2 separate regions of the Triticum aestivum genome follow, and region 2 is linked to region 1. The links are chromatin contacts, called in public Hi-C maps. All regions are on one chromosome and are shown on one strand. The core of a region is the stretch at or near the end of the contact, and the rest is flanking DNA. Distances in the headings are between cores, read along the strand shown. Region 1 has its middle 160 kb from the start of LOC123145144. Region 2 holds the start of LOC123141665.

The links. A called contact is a pair of places that touch in the nucleus more often than the background predicts.
Region 2: a Hi-C map of leaf shows a contact between it and region 1, with 5 times the contacts expected there. The contact joins the promoter of LOC123141665 here to the enhancer-like site in region 1. A contact is called at or near these places in 2 of 5 Hi-C or Micro-C datasets (both in leaf).

Annotation. Positions count from the first base shown.
Region 1 is chr6D:368,795,226-368,797,925 of IWGSC CS RefSeq v2.1, reverse strand. No RefSeq gene overlaps it. Among protein-coding and RNA genes, the nearest start is that of LOC123145144, 160 kb to the right of the region's middle. Within about 2 kb of position 1,330, at least 3 of the 8 cell types and tissues checked have an H3K27ac peak or open chromatin away from gene starts, as enhancers often do. A contact at or near this core is called in leaf, where this site is marked.
Region 2 is chr6D:369,201,886-369,204,585 of IWGSC CS RefSeq v2.1, reverse strand. It overlaps LOC123141665, which reads right to left and starts at 1,367. Exons shown (of 1, transcript XM_044560754.1): 1 at 353-1,367. The coding sequence starts at 1,241. The coding sequence ends at 669.

The DNA.
Region 1 (2,700 bases), core at 81-2,580:
ATACATTTTTCAAACTAGCTAACATTTTCTATATCTAATCTTTTTGAGTGTATTATTTTTTTGAAATACAAGAATTTTTACATTGCATAATTTTCATAAAATTGTCACGTGCATTTTTCTGAAACGGGTGACTTTTTAAGATGTCATAAACATCTTCTGTACACATGTTTAACACTTTTCAAATACATGATGTACATTTTTTAGAAGATTTATGTAAAGTGCTTTTGTATCATATACATTAAGAATATTTTGAAATAGAACAAAAGAAAAAACAAAAATGTGAAGAAAAAATGGAAGAAAACGAAAAAACATGGGTGATGTCCACGTGATTACTGGACCGGCCCTATACTGGTTCCCTGCAGGTGAGCCATGCCTAGTACTCACCGTGCGAAGTGACCTGGCGTGTACCCCCACACGCCCCATTGCGTATAAGAGGGTTGGCCAACGTAGTTCATGTCGGTGGTTTTGGGGAGGTTCTATAACCTTTCCAAGCCGGGTTTTCTTTCTTTTCCTGGTTTTTTCTCCTTTTTCAATTTTGTTTTTATGTTTTTTTCTTTTCATTTTATTTTTTATTTTTTATTTTTAATTTCTTCTTCATTTCCGCTTTTTGTTCTTTGTTTTTCTTTCTTTTCTCGTTTTTGTGAACATTGTTTTCAAACCGTGAACTTTATTTTTGTTCACTGAATTCAAAAAATGTTCATCTAATTCAAACAATGGTCATGAAATTCTAAACTTGTTCATTGTATTCAAAATTCACTCACCATAATTTAAAAAAATATTCATCATACTCAAAAGATGTTCATTCAGTTTCAAAATGTTTATCCACTTTCAAATTTTTTTTTCTTGAATTGAGAATTTTTCATCAAGTTCAAAAAATGAAAATTGTTCATCTAATTCAGAAAATGTTTATTATATTCAAAATTTGTCTACCGTAATTTCCAAAATGTTCATCAAATTCAAAAAATGTGCATCCATTTTCAAAAACAAATCTGATTTTTTCAGAAAATCTTTTTAATTGAGAATCTTTTCATCAAGTTCAAAAAAATGTTCATAAAATTCAGACAAATTTCATCTGATAAAAATATGTTCATCAATATCCAAATTCACAAACATTATTTCAAATTAGTGAATATTATTCGAATTCAGGGACTTTTTTGGCTCCACGAACTTTTTTATAATTCATTTTATTTAAAATTTGGAAAGTTTTTGAAATGCCAATTATCTTAAAAAGAAAAAAAAGAAAAAAAACGAAACAAGAAAATAGGGGGCTTCCCACTGCCGCTGATGGGCCGGGCCAAAATGGGCGTTGGAGCAGCGTGGGGGTGCGCGCACGGCTGCTCCCTGGCACGTGCTGCATCATATAGGAGCTCCCCCAAAATAATGGTACCTCCTAATCAACGCGTAAGGCGAGAAAACGCGGACCCTCCCCCACGTCGGCATCACTGGGCCGGCCCAATTACGATGCAATGCTAGCCTATAAGATTCTCAGTTTTTATCAGAGTGATTTTTCGATTCTAAACAAAAAACAGACAGATTTTCAGGTCATTTTTAAAAAAATTGGTTGGTTTTCAATTATAATAGTTTCTAATAATTAAAGATCTTCGTAAGTTTATTAATTATTCGTGAATTAAAACAAGTTTCTGATTTCACAAGATGTTCACGAATAAAAAAAACACAAAACCGAAAAAATGTTTGCGAAATTTAAAAAAGGTTCATGAATACGAAAAACAAAAAATGAGACAAAATAGGAACTGAGAAAATATACACAAATTCAAAAAAACATTTGCGAATTCAAAAAATGTTCATGAATACAAAAAAATTAGCTGGTCAAAAAAATGTGTGTGAATTTGGAACATGTTATTGATTTAAATAAACTCTTTGAAAATCAAAAACTACTTTGCTAATTCCAAAGCTATTCAAAAAATGAAAAATTATTCGTGAATAATAAAAAAGTTCATGAATTCAGAAATGTTCATGAAGTTGTAAACAGATAAATGAATTGAAAAAATATTCCCGAAATGTGGATTGATAAAAATAAAAAAGAAAAGAAAAGGGGAAAGAAAAAACAAAATAAAACACCCCCAAAAAAAGAAAGTTGCTAGGAAGGGGTGGGGACACATTAGGTGGCTATCGACCGTCCGGAGTGACTAACTAAAGTACCCCTTCGCAGGGACCTGCAATGGTCACTGAGGAGTGCTCCCCATGCTCTTGGACGCACCCGGTGGGACATGTTTTTTCTACACGTGTGTTGGGATTTTCGGGATTTTATTCTCTTGTTATCGTGAAAATGAATCGTTTTCACTTCTTTTTTCATTTCCTCGCGTAAAAAGGCACAACTCTAGTTTTGGGGTAGCACGATTGTAAAAAGTGAAAAGCACAGTTGTGGATGACGAATAAACAAAGTTGTGCTTCGGCTTGGAGCACATATGTGTCCTTTTCAAAAAGTGAAAAGGACAACTATGTTTCTTGAAAAGTGAAAAGCATGGGTGTACTTTCACGGAAAGTGGAAAACACACATGTGCTTTCAAAAAAGTGAAAAGCGCAGTTGTGCTTCCGGTTTCTGGGGGTTTTCCGTTTTCCATTTTTTAGATTCCTCTATTTTTGTTTCCTTTTTTGGTTTTTGTTTCTATTTTATTTTATTCCAAGTTTTTCCTAATTTTTTCAGAGGAAAAAGTCAGCCAGGCCCTATTAACATGAGAT
Region 2 (2,700 bases), core at 118-2,617, 410 kb before region 1:
GAGCCGCCTATTCCTAGTCCTGAACCTGCTCCACCCAAAGCAGCACGACGAGACCAGTGTGCACGACACACAAGCTGCTATCCCGTCACGTACTACTCACCTAGACCTAGTACCCCCACTCCATACATGACATCAAAAGCTCTAGATAAATTGAGCAATGAACACACCGCCGCACTGGTGCTTTTCACCTTTCCTAGACACGCTAATGATAGTGGTGCCGTCGTGCTTAACTGCTGATCGATGTCGATTTAACTGTCTCACATGCCTAGGATTTCTAATTTTTATCCTGAATACCAAAAAAAAAAACAATCAAGGATGCAAGGCAACGAGATTGCAGATTCACAGATGGTGCTGGAAAGAAAGTAGCGCAGATCAAATCGGGGAGCTTAAAATGTCCAATTTGATGGTACTACACGGTGGAGTAGTAAGTGTACAGACACGACACCAAGGGACAACAGAAGCAGGGAGGAAATGACGCCGCCCAGAGGGTAATTGAGCGCGTTGCGCCCAAATCACAGGCTTTCAGTTTTAATCTAGCTTAAACATCATAGCACATTAGCACGCGAGCCACAAAAGTGGAAAAGAAGAACCCCCATATAGTTAATTGATTATACTATAGCCACCTCCTAAAAGCAACAGACAGATCTCCCCACTGGTGGCGAGGAATCTCACCCCCGCTCCGGCATGCTCGCCGACGACCTCCGGTGCCGGAACGCCTTCATGGGGCTCGGGAAGTGCCACCCCCACCGCGCCTTGGTCGCCGCCGCCTTGGCCGCCACCGCCTTCGCCTCCACGGCCGTCGCGGAGACCGAGCTGGACCTCGCCAGCCCCAGCCTCTCCTCCTCCTCGTCCTCCTCCGCCGCGCCCCCGTCCTTGGCAGAGGACTTCCAGAACGGCGCCCACCCCCAGACCCTCGCCTTTCGCCTCCCGGAGGCGGCAACGGAGGCCATCGCGGCGGAGGATGACGCGGCGACGGAGCGCGAGCGCGCCACCCGGTGCTCCCGCTCGATGAGGCTGTGCACCCGGCCGACGGCGTCGCCGGACGCCGAGGAGGAGGAGGACGGGGAGGCGCAGGTGCAGGGGCAGGGCCGCACGCGAGCGCAGTTGGGGCAGAGCCGCAGCAGCCGGTCGCGGAGGCAGTACGGGCACACCCCGCCGCCGGATCTCGCCGCGGGGTGCTTCCGGCACCGCCACTCGTCGCCGCCGGCGGCCGCGGCCACCGCTGCCTTCTCCGCCTTCATCTCCGTGCGGTTGCTCTCGCTCTCTCTCTCTGCCTCGCGCTTCTTGGCAAGCGAGTGGAAGGAGGGGGGCGTTACGGATACGAACTCACAGCGTCGCTGCGGGAAGGGGCGCGCCGGAGTGTGTAATAAAGGAGGCAATTCCCGGCGGGGCTTAACGGCGTGTGGTTTTTCGGGCACGGAGACAAGGCACGTAGCTTGCGGTTATTCACGAGGGTGCCATTGGGTACAGCTGGGCAGTAGTTGCTGCGGGATCTTGTGCGGTTGCACCTCAACTGCTGTAGCCTAGAACCACCGCATGAGAATGCATCATTCAGGACGTGTAGGGAGCATACAACTGAGCAAAGAAACAGCTTCTGATTTGTTTTGTTTGTAGCACAAATCTGGCTAGAAAAATCTCCAGCCCGATTCTGAGCAACGGCGAGGAGCACCTGCTGTGTCGTCGGCCGCAGAGGATCCCGAGGGTGCTCGAAAGATAAGGCTGCCCGCGCACGTGCGGGGCGGGAATGAGCCGTGCTTGGGTCAGTTACGCGGGGCCCGCGTGTCGGTTTATGACGATGCGACCGAGACGGCTGTTCCTTTATTTCTCTCAATGAGTTTAACTTTAATTATTTATTGAATGAAACTTTGGTGCCCGTGTGGAGTGCACCTGCAGAGCGGTTGCAATCTCGCAGATCTGGTTCGTAGCGCGAATCGTAGGTATCGCGTCTATTCTACACGCACGTCGCACAGGGCGCTACTGACTGACTGACTACGGCCGCAGCCCAGCGTACCGCCGTCGAGGTGCTGTCCGCTTCTGCACGTGTGGTTGACGAACGGCATCGCCTGCGTCGGGGCGCAGAGCCGTGTTGTCTCGCCTTCGGGCGCCCGGCAAAGTCAAAACGATTAGGCCACCATTTTGCATTTTTTGAGATTTATTACTAGTTATTACCACCTTCGAGGTGTTAATATTAGTACTAGTAACTCTTACTACTGTATTCCCTAGAAAAAGAGATTAGTACGAGGAGTGCACTTCACCTGCATCACTTGTAGTAGTCGGTCTTGTGCAATACGTACTAAAAGAAGAAATAAACAACCTTTCAAAAAAAAAAAAAGATGCACACTCGTTCGCTCTCAAATCGCGCGCCAACGCCGCTGAAAGAGACCGATGCTAAAAATTCTTCCCCGCCACAGGCAATCTGGATGGCGCCCAAGATTCCGTCTATTGTTAATTGCCAAACGTGTCGGCAGAAGGGAGATCAGAGATTAATCTTTCAGGTGTACGTATACCTTGAAGGAGTTTGTCCTAAACGCTCCGATCGAGCCTGTCATGTCCCTATCGGCATCAGGCTTCGTGCGATTATTACGTGAATAATATAGCAACTGACGCAGTTTGGTAGTATTCCGTTAAAGAAAAAGTGTTACGGTGACATGCTGATCGATTCCAATCATTAAGTAACACTGCTCTTTGCACACGGGGGCC